Linked DNA regions of Manis pentadactyla: region 2 is linked to region 1. A link is a contact called in public Hi-C data. All regions are on one chromosome and are shown on one strand. Each heading gives the region's core, a stretch centred on a gene start, on an enhancer-like site or on the middle of the called end of the contact. The rest is flanking DNA. Distances are from core to core; before and after follow the strand shown. Region 1 holds the start of PRMT3 (protein arginine methyltransferase 3). Region 2 holds the start of LOC118936013 (sodium- and chloride-dependent glycine transporter 2).

What was found. A called contact is a pair of places that touch in the nucleus more often than the background predicts.
Region 2: a Hi-C map of skin fibroblasts shows a contact between it and region 1, with 7 times the contacts expected there. The contact joins the promoter of LOC118936013 here to the promoter of PRMT3 in region 1. A contact is called at or near these places in 2 of 3 Hi-C or Micro-C datasets (fibroblasts and skin fibroblasts).

What each region holds. Positions count from the first base shown.
Region 1 is chr9:59,580,342-59,587,412 of mManPen7.hap1, forward strand. It overlaps PRMT3 (protein arginine methyltransferase 3), which reads left to right and starts at 3,833. Exons shown (of 17, transcript XR_008999258.1): 1 at 3,833-4,000; 2 at 4,233-4,368; 3 at 5,908-5,990. HTATIP2 (HIV-1 Tat interactive protein 2) reads left to right here. Exons shown (of 6, transcript XM_036920181.2): 6 at 39-700. The coding sequence ends at 261.
Region 2 is chr9:59,792,192-59,799,262 of mManPen7.hap1, forward strand. LOC118936013 (sodium- and chloride-dependent glycine transporter 2) reads left to right here and starts at 3,971. Exons shown (of 13, transcript XM_036932732.2): 1 at 3,971-4,160; 2 at 4,498-4,671. The coding sequence starts at 4,052. LOC130685034 (sodium- and chloride-dependent glycine transporter 2-like) reads left to right here. Exons shown (of 3, transcript XM_057508208.1): 2 at 1,312-1,450; 3 at 2,645-3,279. The coding sequence ends at 3,279.

The DNA.
Region 1 (7,071 bases), core at 2,583-5,082:
CAGTTTACCATCTCTTCCTCTGATTTTTTTTCCTTTAGAGTTCTGTTATGTGATAGGCAAGAATCTCGCCCAGGTGAATTGTTGATCAGGAAATTCTTTGGCGCCCTACCAGCATCTTGGGCCAGTGGGTATTCTGTGCCCGTGATCACTGTGGTGAGGGCAATGCTGAACAATGCAGTGAGACCCAGCAACAAGAAGGAAATGCTGGATAACAAAGCCATCCATGACCTGGGGAAAGCCGATGGCTCCCTCACACTGTAACCACCCTGGAGAAATGGTTCCTACTCTAAAACTCAACACCTACCACCTAATTGGTATTCAGGGGTCTAAAAAAATGTGTTATTTACCTATAGTTTCACTATTATTCACAGACTTGTTGGGGTGTGGGCACAGGAAATTTGTTGTTTTGTTTAATTTCTCCTGATGGTTCAGTTGCCCCTGGTGGAGAGGCCAGCTTTGAAATGCTTGTCTACAGTCGTAGCATCACAGCAAACCTTATGCATCATGCAGATTAATTCTGTTCTAAAATTGTTGACATTTGTGTCTGAGTTACCCAGGGCTGACTGCACATTTTTGTAAGTGAATACTGTGCCTTACTACTTCTTTAGAATATGTAATGAAGGTTTTATATATAACAGAGCTTATATAATTTATGGGATAATTAAATAGAGGAATAAAAATAAATAGGTCCTTAAGTGAACACTGTGCCTTACTACTTCTTTAGAATATGTAATAAAGGTTATGTATAACAGAGCTTATATAATTCATGGGATAAATAGAGGAATTAAAATAGACAGGTCCTGGGTGCCTCTTAGATTGTTAGGAAATGCCTAAGTATCAGTGGTAATATGAAGTATACTGATTGGCCAGTGGGATGATACGACAGCAAAAATTTATCAACTGCTTCCTAAGTACCAGCCTTTACACATGCAATCTGTCCTTTAACCCTCCAGTTAATCCTTATAGGTGGTACTGCCATCCCCATATCTTAGGGAAACTAAGGCTCACTGTGGTTAGGTACCTTGCTCAGGGACCCATAGGTGAGGCCTGAAGCTAGGAAATGGTAGAACCAGTATTCTAACTCAAGTCAGCCTGATCCTAGCTTGTATTTTTAACAACTCTGCAGGAGCATTCAGTATCTATTTCTAGAAGGTTCTAGTTAATTATTAACTAGGTCAGTATATGGTATAGATGAATAAAATACAAATATTTGGGTTTCTCCATTACTCTAGGATCCCTGTAATGATTAACCAGAAAATGGTCACTTAGTCAGTAGAAGTGCAAAGTTAAGCTGCTGTACTTTAAAAACTATGGAAAAGGAAAGGAAGATGCAGCAGGAATGGTCAAAGTCAAGAGGAGCACACGGTGTTAATTTCCATCTTGGACAAGGGATGGTGGTGAAACTTAACTTCTGTGCTGGAGGGAAGCAAAGTGATTTGAGTAATTGAGTCAATATTTTTTTACAGGGTTTATAGTGTGTACCTTTCAAGCTTCAATGCTCACTATGGGATAAAGGGTATCCCCTTTATGTTTTATTTACTTATTTTTTAAAGTAAATTTTTACTTATTATTTACTTATTATTTAAAGGCTATCCTCCTTAATAGGAGGAATATATCCTTAAAGGAATTGGGACAGACCCAACGTCAGTCACCCAGGAAAGAGGTATATTTTATGGTCGGGTAGAGTCTTGTAATGTGGACTTCAGGAAGGAGATGGAACATCTGCCTCATGCTAGGTGGGGTTCCTTTGGAACTGTACCCTGAATTGCCTCTGTGTTTGGGTGATAACAAGCATGGGCTCAAATAAGTGAGGCGTGAAGGAGGGGACCCCGTGAGGATACCTGAAACCTGCAGGCTCTAAAAGCTTAACTCAGTGGCCAGTTTTAACCTGTTCTCAGTATTGTTTCCTTACCCAAGCCTATTACGTCTTGTTCAACATTCTGTTTTGTCTCATTACTGAAGTGGGAAGGGGAAGAGTCTGTGTCCATCTTTGGAGTAGAGAGAAAGCTGCTGCCTCTCATGCCCAACATTGCGGTGAGACATAAGGTTCAAGGGACAAGGTTCTGACTCAATCACTCATGTAGACTGGGTGTTACTTCTTTTACTATTAATATTTAATATTAATGACTGGGTGTTACTAAGGGATCTAGCAGGTTTCTCTCCAAATATTATACAGATGGGGAGAAGATGGTCCTTGCTGGGCTGAGAGTTTATGTTAGAATGACAAAGGGAAAAGTTGTATGGGCACACGAAAGCCCTTGAATTAACTAACTCATTCAGCTTACTGAATGTCTCCTTGCACCCCTGGGCATGTAGCCATTAGGGATACTTCAGTGAACTAACTGTATGTCTTACCTATCAGAGCCAGCAGATATTCCGGCAATGTCCTTCAAAGCTAATATTTGATGGATTCTGTCCTCTAGGAGTTTAGTTAAGGGAGAGGAGTACATTAATAGATTAGCAGTAATACATTTTCATTCAGCAAATTTGAGTATTTACTATGAGTTGGGTCATGTATTGTATGCCAAAGAAATGAAAGTAAAAGACATAGCCCTTATTCTCATGGTGCAAAACAATGTTATGGGTAACACCAAGAAAGAAAAGAAAACAAAGCACATGGTAGGTGCTTAGAAAGAAACTAACGGGGCTGCTGGAATGACAGTGGAACCTACATGAGAAATAGTGGTCTGAGGAAAGACTTTCTGGATGAGACAAAATCCATTTGTAGAACATTCTTACTAAAGGCCTTGAAGTGGGAAAATGATTTTTGCCCAGCAGATGGGGCCCAGGGTGAAAGGTTGAGATGGAAAGTTAGGCAGGATGATGCAGAGCCTAGACGCCATGATAGTCAACTGAATAGGGTAAACATGTGCCAAGCACAGCCCTAGCCTCTGGGTCCAGAGCTTGGGACATCATGACCTGCTGAAATTACTGCTGCCCACTCTCCCTGACAAAACATTCTATGTTTTGAGTAGATACTAGTTAGGTAAAAAAGGCATAAAGTATGGGAACGTTTGTGCTCTTCTCACACAGCAGCCACAATGTTCCTTTCTTAACACATCTGACAGGATCACTCCCCTGATTAGGCAGGTCATCTGCTTCCCATTGTTTAGGATAGAGTTAACACGTATGTCTAAGCACTTTACATATATGAACTCATTTTATCCTGACAGTAGCCCTGTGGTTTATGCAGTCATTAACTCCGTTAGTTGGGGAAAGGAGGCCGAGAACGGTCAGGTGACTTGCTCAAGATCACAGTTAGAAAGTGACAAGAAGTAGTCAAACCAAGCAGGCTGGCTCTGGCGTCCATGCTTTCACTTAAGCACTGACTAAAACCCTTAAAACAGCCCGCAAGGCTTTGGCCCTCGTGGTTCCTAGTACACCCACACTGGCTCCTGCAGTTCCCTCTCCCCAGCGGCATCTTCACGGGTCAGGAAGCCCAGGAACCCGAAGCGAGTCTCAGGCTCTTTATGCGTTCGGTCTCCTCTGCCGCCAGAGGGCGCCGCGGGTTCGTCGCCCATCTAACTGCTCATCCGGGTAATGAGATGCACAGAGGGCGTGATGTCCCCTGCAAAACTGCTGCACCGACTCGCCGCCTCTGCGCGCAGGACGGCGGACGAGAACATCTTGCTAAGGCCGGCTGCAGCCCAGGAGACAAAAGTCGTGTCGTTACCTGGGACATGCACCCTGCCTCAGCGACTACTAGGCGCGCACTGCATCAAACCTGCGGCTGGAAAGAGAGCCCGGGCTCTCGCCCCGCCCACCCATCTCACGTGACCAACGCCCGGCCACGTGGCCGGAAGCGCTTGCCGGCCAGGGCGTCTAGGCTTCCGCGGGTTTCCCCAAACTCAGGATTAGCCGTGCGCTCGCGCTCGTTCCCGGGTTCCCTGGCCTGAGTGCTCGGGAGGCTGCGCGCACGTTGCCAGTCCGGTCCCCGCCCCCAGGCGCGCGCGGCTCCGGGTTTTCACAGCCATGTGCTCGTTAATGTCGAGCGCTACTGGTGGGTACCTCTGGCCCCCAAAAAGCCGGCTCTTCCGGCCCCTAGGCCGCGTCAACGTGGGGCTGGTGAAAAACCCCTCCCGCCCCGGGCTCCGGCACGCGGAGCCGGGCGGGTGAGGCCTTGCAGGGAGGGTGGGGGACGTGCGGTGAGGGCCGCGGGGGAGCGGGGCGCGGGAAGCGCTCACCCTGGGAGGGTCTTCGAAAGATGTGAGCTGATCGTTTGCGTGTGGCAGGCGGCCAGGGCGCCCTGGAGGATGAGGAGGACCCGCCCGAGCTGTCAGACAGCGGCGACGAGGCTGCCTGGGAGGACGAGGAGGAAGCCGATCTCCCCCGCGACAAGCAGCACACCCCCTGCCTGTTCTGTGACAGGTTCGTCCGCCGCGGCGCCAGGCCCCAGCCTCAGGGGGCCCGGGCCGCGTGCGTCCGTGTGGTCTGCGTCTGCAGTTCAGAATGGCCCGCCCACGAATTCTCTACCAGTAATTTGAGTGAGGGTTGTTGAGAAATAGGATGCACAGTGGTGTACAGGAAGGAGCAATGAACCGGAAGCCAGGTTATACTACTTCGACGGGCCTCAGTTTCCCCTAGTGTAAAATGAGAGGGCATTTGGTGGCATACTTTTGTCACTCGAAACACTTAAAAAAGAAATACAGATGGTGAACTCTGCACCCAAGGTCTTCTAAAGCAGGGATGGGAACTAGGAATCTTCTCTTTAATAAAGACGTATCTGAGGTTTGATTCTAATGAATAAATAGCAAGTTTGGGTGTCACTAAACTAGGTAATGCCTCAGGACCCTTCCAGCTTCACCATTCTGTAATTCTTTGACAAGTAGAAACTTTCTCAGGTGTAATATTTACATTTGAGCCATTTAAAGAAGTACCTGTCTTAGAGGCTCGCCATCTATTGAAGGGAAGGAATTGATACCATTTTCACTTTGGGAAAAAGTGACGGCAGTATCAATGACTTGTTCAAAGTCACGAGACTGTGGTTTGCTTATATCCAAATCCATGTTCTTTCCATTTAAAATTATGCCTCTTCATCTTAACAAACTTTGACTTTGGTTGCTATACTGGGCAAGTGGGCCTGAAAGAGGCCCGGTTGGCCTTGGGCAGTATTATTTAAATAAATTTTCTAGTTTCCCCTAAATTTGGACATGGTGCTGATTGGCAGTGTATTGACTCCTCGATTCCTCGCTGTTCTCACACATATCCTCGTTTGGGTAGGCAAGGAATGTCTCCATATATTATAGTCCTCATAAAATAATCTTTATGGAGCATCAGGGATGTACTATTTTGTGATAGACTGCAGAAGTACTGCAAAAATAACCTATATTGGTAAACATTGAAAACTGCTACATATGTGCTAATCATATAGAAGAGATATGTAGTTTCTCTGCTGTATTCCAATCTCGTGTCTTTCAGTTTTGCAGGTCACATAATAAAGAGGCTTAGTCCTCATAATATCTGTAATTCAAGTACATTGGGAACACTACATCATTTTGAAATATAACACTTTGGAAATGTGCCAGCTAAAGTTACATTTTATGCTTGCTTTCTAAAAGCAGTTTGAGCAATGCCAGTTCTGAAAGCAGAGTTGACACTTAGGGGAAAAAATCTTGTGTAGGGAATTTTCATGTCTTGAGAACAACAATCTATCAAAGGGAATTCTCTTCTTTAAAAGCCTTTTGATAAATGCAGTGCTATTTGGTAAATAATACTGACATTTGCAGGGTAGTTAGTTTGTTGTAGGTGTAAAATGGGACTCAGAAATATTAATTCCCTTTAGAAGGTATGTTTATTTTTTTATTAATTGGAAAGAAACCTAGAAACCAGCTGTGTGGTGGTAGTGATGGGGGTGCATATTTAACATGAAACCAATATTTAGACTTGGGGGACTGCTTGATTTTTTAGGTTATTTACATCTGCTGAAGAAACGTTTTCACATTGCAAGTCTGAGCATCAATTTAGTATTGATAACATGGTCCATAAACATGGTGAGTATTTTTTAGAATAAAGAAAATCACAGTTTTGAAATTAAAGTTCTAACTTCATATATTTTTTAGACCTTTCCTTTTCTATAGAAACCAGTATAGTGAAACATAGCAACAACCTATGTTATGAAAGTGAAGTTTTTTGACAAGTGGCCTTTGAGGAGAGACTTTTAAGTCATTCTAAGGATAAGATTAACTGTATTTAAGCTTATATTGGCTTTACAACTAAAAAGGGAAGAAAGAAACCCTTGTCATGTGATTGCATTTTTACCATATTAGAGTTAAGAGCAAGGGTAGGGGTGGACTTTGGAAAAGGAGATGGGTCATTATGAAAAACTACAATTTATCAGGTTAGAGCATAACATAAACTTCAAGGCATACAGGACTGAGTTATAATTTATAGGGAATTTGGTAAGAGTATGGTAAAAGGAGTGACGAAGTTAAGGTGGTAAGCAAAATATTTAGGTGATGATTCTTTTGAAACTTGAATTTAAACTTAGTAACTTTGCAATGAAAGCCTTCCATTTCTTTAAATGGACATAGAAGAGCTGTACTGTTCTAAAATTCATTAAATACATAATTCAGTTTTTGTTCCCTCTATCTACAAACAGCTATAAAGAACATTAGGTAAATATCTGATATGTTTATAAATCAAATTCAGCTGCATTATGAAGACATGAATGACTTAGGCTCATTACTGTTTTTCTTTAACCATGTTTACTATGCATTTTTTAACTGAATTACAGCAATACTTCAGATGTAATTTTGTATTTTTTTTCATGTGCAAAATAGGGTTTTTTTGTACACTGTTATGCATGTAAAACAATGTTCCTCCTAACAGCACTTCTCACACAAATAATAACCAGTTGGTTGGGATATGCTATCGCTTTTCCTTATTTTGAATGCTGCTTCATTTTTAGAAAGATGAGAACCAGATAACAAGTCTCATTGTTTTTTAATTTGCATCATTTAACTTAATGTAAAAGCTAGTATACTTTGTGTAATACATGTCCTTGCAAAATTATAATTTGGTAGGCATCATGAAGATGGGAAATTTAGAAACTTTCAGCTCCAATATCAACTG
Region 2 (7,071 bases), core at 2,721-5,220, 210 kb after region 1:
CTGAGCCCTGGAAGAACTGGAGGGTGGGGATGAGGATGCAGGGGTATGCATGGGGGAAGATTGTAGGGGGATATTAAAGATATTCAATATAGATCAAGCCCTGTATTTGCCTATTTCCAGCTCTGCCCATCTTTCTGTTCTTGCCTTTCTGATACCTACCTTGGCCTTCCTTCTCTCTTCTCAAGACATCTCTTCCAGATAGCTGCTGCTTCATTCTTCATGGCCTTGGAACAGTGTGGGACACACCAGATTGCTAGAATAGGAGGTGGAGAGTGATTGGGAAAGTGGAATCTATGCAGTGGGTCTCTGGAAGCTTTGTGTGGTGTCCAAGTGTCCTGAACATTTTCAGAGTTCATTTGAGGTAGCTTCACCCCTGCCTTTTTTCCTTAGTAGTGAGGCACTCCAGCTCCAGGTATGACTCCAAGAGAGCACTGTAGTCTGAGCTTGGAGAGGTGAGCCCCAAAGGTCCGTAGACTAGCTGGAAGATGCCTGAGGGGACAATTATTCTAACCCCTTCTTTTTATAGAAGAGCACACTGGCTCAGAGACAGCAAGCAGCTTGCCTGGGGTTATCCAGCTGTTCAGTGGTCAAGTGTAGACCAGAACTCCAGGTTTTAACATCCATATCACCTCTGTTCTCCCTCCTTTTTCACCCCCATTTCTCCCTCCTGCCCATCTTCCTCACCCCAGTGCTGAAAGGTGGCCCCCTTATAAATTAGCCCACCAAGCAGGTTCTGTCTGCAGGCTTTGGCAGAGAAAGTGAAGCAGGGGTGCTGGCTGGCTTCGGGCACTGCAGCTGTCTTTCTTGCCATAGCAGACTCCAGAGGGACAAAGGGCTGAGGAAGGGGTGATTGAGGGTTTTGGGAGGGAGGGGTTGGTTAGGGGCCTGCTTGCTGGGGACTCTCGGCATGATATTGGGGGCCTGCTTGCCAAATGAACTCTTGGTCAGTGGTTGGGGATGGAGGGACCTGCTTGCAATCATCCTACAGGTTCAAAGTTTGGGGAAAGCTGCTTGCTGGTGTGTGCCCTCACTGCAGGCTTGGGGGGTCCAGAGGTCTGCTTAAAATGGATTTTCAGATCAGAATTGGGAGCCTGCTTGCTGAAAGACTCTCAGTTCAGGGTTGAGGGGTGAGAGCCCTGCTTGTAGATGCATCCTATCTTCAGAATTGGGGTTCTGCTTGCCGATGCATCCTCAGTTGAAAAGCGGGGGCCTGCTTGCTGGGAAGCACCCTCAGCGGGGGGAGGGGTGGCATGGTGCCTGCTTTCAAGGGACCCGGGCTATTATCCAACAATGTGCTTTTCCGCCCCCCAGGAGGACGAGCAAGGGGATGAGAATAAGGCCCGAGGGAACTGGTCCAGCAAACTGGACTTCATCCTGTCCATGGTGGGGTATGCAGTGGGGCTGGGCAATGTCTGGAGGTTTCCCTACCTGGCCTTCCAGAACGGGGGAGGTATGGCTTTTCCAGTCTTTTGGCCTGCGGCGCGGCGGGGTGGGCATTTGCGGGGCTGGGGTTACCCAGAATCCAGGGCCAGAAGGGGAGGTTCAGGACAGCCTCCTCACACTCCAGCTAAATTGTAGGGAACAGTGCCAAGCCAGAGGGCGGGGGCTACTGTAACTGGTTGGCAGTAGATCCAGGGGCTTTTATCTGGAGATGTTGGTTAGGGAAGAGGTAGGCCCTCGTGATCGCCCACTGGTTCAGCCTGAGAGGTCGGGTCCCAGGCCAAGTGGGCACTGACTGCAGAGGAGTTCAGACTCTAGCTGACAAGTGTTCAGTGAGTGGTTTCACTCCTCCCTGCTAAATGACAGTAGCTCTGTGGTCCTTGGCACTGAATTAAGGATGTTTTAAGATTAAAACCAAAATTGGAGCCTACATGGGAGGCCTTGGGAATGGACATTTGGGTTGTACAGAACGCAGGCTGCGACCCAGGAGGTGTGAGTACAGAAGGGCTGGGGTCTGTGCTCTGGAAAACCTCTCAGAAGTATCCACACGCATTAATCGTTTTGCACACTGGCAGGGCATTTTGACTAGCAAAATCGCTTAGCAAAAACGGGTTTCCTTTCACTTGTTCTAACTGGGTGGAAGAAGCTGCTTTTGAAGGAAACCCGTTTCTGAAATGGCGAGGACGCCAGTTAGGCGTGCACCAGCTTCCAGAATTCTAGGATCCGTTTCACCTCTTCGGAGCCCAGTGAGGAGGGAGCCCACACAGTCAAGGCCCCCTCTGCTTGCCCTCCTGACGTTGAAGCTCCTTAGAGCCTCCCCGTTGGCTAAACTGACAAATCGCCTTCTGGGAATAGGAATTTGCACGTAGGACTCCGTTCCACAGCTTTTCAACTGACCAAAGAGACCAGAAAGGCGCCCCCGCCCGCATCAGGTTAGGCAGCTGTTTTGTTTTGTTTTTTTCTCGTGGGTGGGCCTCAGGCGGAATTTGGTGCATCCCGGACGACGGTCAGATGCTGCACCACGGGACGAGTAAAACGGAAAAAAATATGTTAATGTCCCCTCCCCCAACTCCATATTAGGACATGTTGACAAGTACTTATTAGGATGGCAGCGCTTTTGCAATGAGGGGTGCCCTGGAAGGAGAAGAACGTTTGTTGGCCACACAGAGGCACCCCAGCTGGGTTTTCTCTCGGTCTTCCGCAGGGAATCCCCAAACCAGGGAGCAGGAAGGGGGCCGGAGGTGTGTCCTGGGGCCACCAATGACAGGAAAGGGTGGGCACCCAGGATCCGGGTTGGGTGGGAGGCCCAGTCAGGGAAGTTGGGAGAGCCAGAGTTGCCGGTGTTTTGCTCGCCGGAGATCTGCAAAGTGCGGGGCTGGGCGCGTGGCCGGGTTCCCGGAGCTGCGCGCCCAGGAGGCGCGCGGAGGGCGAGGGAGACTTTCCGCACTGCGTCTTCGGCCCCGCAGCTCTCAGCGCGGAGTGGAGAGCTCGCCTCCTCCTTACAGGAGCAGAAGAGAATTACGTAAACCACGTCTCTTTCGGAAACCCTGTCTGGAGAGGATAGAGCAGGACCTCTCTTATTACTCCCCTTGGCCGCCGCCGGGCCTTCCTCGGGTGCAGAGGCCCCGGCAGCAAAGGCCCTTCCGCGGGACAGGAAGTTGGGACAAGGGCGAGCAGGAAGGGCAGATCAGCGTCCCCTATGTTGAGCATGTCTGGGCTCTGGCATCTCTGGTCTCTGAGGTGGCTTTGACCCATGCAACTGCGTTTCCGGGTCTAAATCTTTTAAAAGCCCAGGGCTGTTCCCCAAGACCCTCCCCTAAAACCTCAAAGAATCCCTGAGGGGAAAAAAACCCAAGAACTGTCAGCCGGGTCTGTACAGGCTTACCAGTTACTATAGCCCTAGGCCAGGTCTTCTGGGGAGGAAAGAGAAGGGTCAACAACCTCGGGGGGCCTCACGGTATAGATAAGACACCCCCATCAATATTGTTAAGTGCTGCCCAGTGCCCGGGGAAGGTAAGGTGGGACAGCAGAGAAGGGAGACTTCTTAGAGGACCACGCATTTGAGTTGACCTTGAAGGATGGAAGGGACTTTTTATGTGGAGAAGGAAGTTGGGGAGTGTGTGCTGGCCGCTGTGTGGGAGAGGTCTGTCCTCGCCGAGCACAGATAACTTGGCTTTTTGTAGAGAAGGGCTCCTGGAGTCTTGCTGCGTAGATGGTAGGTCCTTGGAGGTGGATGTGCTGAGGAGATGTTGACTCCAATCATGAGTCAAAGGCATGGCTTTGTTGAATTCTGAGGATGGCTTAATTTGGGGACATGGAAGTACAATAGTAAGAAAAAGAAAACAATAAAACCCAGCCAGCACCACCCAGCAATCCACCTGGTGGGGAACCGAGTACAGGAGTGTGTGCAGGGCTCCCGTGCACTTAGCCAAGGGCTCTTAAATGTTCCTGGGTGCCTGGGATTGAGCTGGAATATCAAAAGCCTCTGCGGAAGGAAAGGGACCCAGCTCCCACCTCAGACGGTAAAGGTGGGTCTGAGCCTAGCCTTGGCCTCTTGGGTCTCTCACTTCCCACTCTCTCTTTCTAAGGTGCTTTCCTCATCCCTTACCTGATGATGCTGGCGCTGGCTGGGTTGCCCATCTTCTTCCTAGAGGTGTCACTGGGCCAGTTTGCCAGCCAGGGGCCCGTGTCTGTGTGGAAGGCCATCCCAGCCCTGCAAGGTGAGTCCATCCTGCCTTCTAGCCTCCTCAGCCCCACCTCTCTCCCTGGCACCACTTGCCCCAGGAAGGGAGACCTGTTCTGTGATTGGTGGAACTCACTCCTTCCTTGTCTATTTGATAAATTCCACCTCTGGAGCTCTCTTAAGAATGGCCCCAAATCAACTCTGGCATTGCCCTGTTCCTGGCAGAACACCTCAGTGTCCCTGGAAGATACCGAGTCCACTCTGCTATTAGCTTATCCATCTGTCAAAAAGACCTAGGTCCTCACCTTGTGCCCAACTGTGAGAAAGCACAGGATTTGGGATGGAATGAATCCCTGGAAATTTTGCTTCCACAGGTTGTGGCATCGCAATGCTAATCATCTCCGTCCTAATAGCCATATACTACAATGTGATTATCTGCTACACACTTTTCTACCTGTTTGCCTCCTTTGTGTCTGTGCTGCCCTGGGGCTCCTGCAACAACCCTTGGAACACGCCAGAATGCAAAGATAAAACCAAACTCTTACTAGGTAAGTTTGGATATACCAACATTAGATGAACTATTCATACAATTAATAAAGACTAATTGAGCATATATTATGTTTGCCAGGACCTGTGCTAGGTGCTGGGGGCTGCAGATGCTAAAACAAACAACCAAATATACTTAATTCTAACATATAAGGAGCTCATGGCTCAGAGGAGGGGTAATCAAATTTTTGTTTGCTCATGAATAACTGGTGTGTTTGTTAAAAATGCACATTTATAGGCCCACCAGGTAGTCTTATTTATTAGATTTGGGTGGGGTCAGGGAATTTGCATTGCATTTTATCAAGGTCTTCAGGTGACTCATGTGCATGGTCCGATTTCAAAAGCAGTGAGGCCCTAGAGTCTAGGAGAGTTGATGTATGTGATTCTGGGTCCACACTTCACAAAATACTGCTCAGTGCCTGAGGTAAATATGAGAAGAGACCCTTAAGCTGAAGCCTTCTGATAGAAATGTGCATAATGTAGTCCCTTGAAGAGGCGACAGATGACATCTGTCAGAGAAGTCAGGGAATGTTCCTGGAGGGCATTTCAGACCTGAAATTGATGGGCCTTGAGAACTTGAGGGAAGCTGTCTGCTTGTTGGGTCACAGGCAAGGGAGTGAATGTGAGGAGCAGGGCAGATCTGTCAGCAAGGCTTTCCGGTCTGTAAAACATCTCAGCTCCTGACACTACATGTATCTAGGAAAGGTAACTTCTCTCTGGATCTGAGCTTTCCTCATTGGAAAAAATAGAAATATAACAGTATTCTTCATCATACTTACATCATGGGATTGCTGTAAGGAGAAAAGAAATGAAGGATATGATAGCAGCTGGAAAAAGAAACTACAAATAGAAGGGGCTAGTATCAGTTACCATTGAAGGCTCTGGTCATTTTAATGGGCACCAATAAGCAAGAAGTGTCTTCTTTCCCTGGCAGATCTGTTATTCCCCTTAAGCTGGATCTGGGCTGAGGTCAGAATCCTGTGATCTCTATAGAACTGGCCCTTAGAGTCGTCGCTCCTCCACCAAATCAGCTCTTTTGCCTTTTCAACGGGCAGTTGCAGCATTAGGATGTTATTTATCCCTTTAAGCATGTTAAGAGGGAAAGATGAATTCTTCCCCCCCACACCTCCAGAGAGAGGCACATACCTAAAGGCAGTAATTCACACTGGAGCATTTTTACACATGTGTACATGTTCATACACACCATGACCAACCACCCCTCCCAGTCCCGAGAGGCTTTGAATAAGAAGAGCTAAAACTAGAGATACATGCCTATTACTTTCAAATCCTGTGCCCCTGCAAGTGCTTAGGAATGGAGGGGCAGGAGTGGAGGTTCTCAGGTGCATGGCTCAGTGGTGCTGTGACCAAGAGTGCCTCTTAGAATCTCTGGGCCTCAGTGTCCTTACTTTTACCATCTCCATGTTTATGGATTCTTAGGTGAGGGCAGTGGTTCTACATGTTAGAATCTCCAGGGGAATTAAATCAAAACAGCACTTAGGGGCCACCCCAGACTAATTAAACTGACCAACTGGGGATGGAACCTAAGAACCGTTATTTTTAAAGTCCCCCAGGTGCACCCAAGTAGGAACCACTAGGTTAGAGTTTGCCCACACCCCTTACTTTGGCTGCCCTTGACCACTTGTGGAAGGGAGCGCCCCATCATCTTTGCCCTGCAGACCCTGCCAGCCCAGTGGTCACCTCTGCAAAACTGAGAGAATCCTACTCAGTGGGTTCATGGATTCACAACCAGCAGTCTGCTGCCAGAGTGGTGTCCTGCAAATGGCTGCTATGTCAGGCAAAGTGCGTGCTCCAGGATGTGGGGTCTGGAATGGAGAAGTACCCCAAGGTCATCCCAGAGCCCTGCTTGTCCTTTCTGGATTGTGCCTGAGAGGGAAGTCACTTTTCAAGGGAGTGCCTCCAGCAGAGGGCTGTTGCCTTGCTTCAGCTTCTCTGGGGGGTTTCCCTAGGGAACCATGTGGGTCATGGCACTCAGTGTCCTGTATCTGTCCTCCAAGTGGGATTGTAGTTTAGAGACACAGGTCTCCTCCACTAACAACATCCACTAATATTTGTGCAGTCCCTTAACACTTAATAGCTATCATCACTCACTACACACCATGTTAAACCCTTTTAGTCATATTACCAATGTGAAGATGGACAGCAAGCCAACGTATGGCTTCTATTATTATTTCCATTTTACCATGTGAAAAGACTGGAGCTCAAGGTCATATAGCTAAGCTCTGTGGTAGGCCTGGGATTTGAACTCCAGTTAGCCTGCCTCCTGTGATCAGTGTCCTAACCACCATGCTAAATGCTCCCCAACCCACAAAGGAGCTCCGTAAGTGATGTCTCTGCTATTCCTCATAGGGGCCCTGTGAGTTCCAAAGGGCAGGTGACATCAT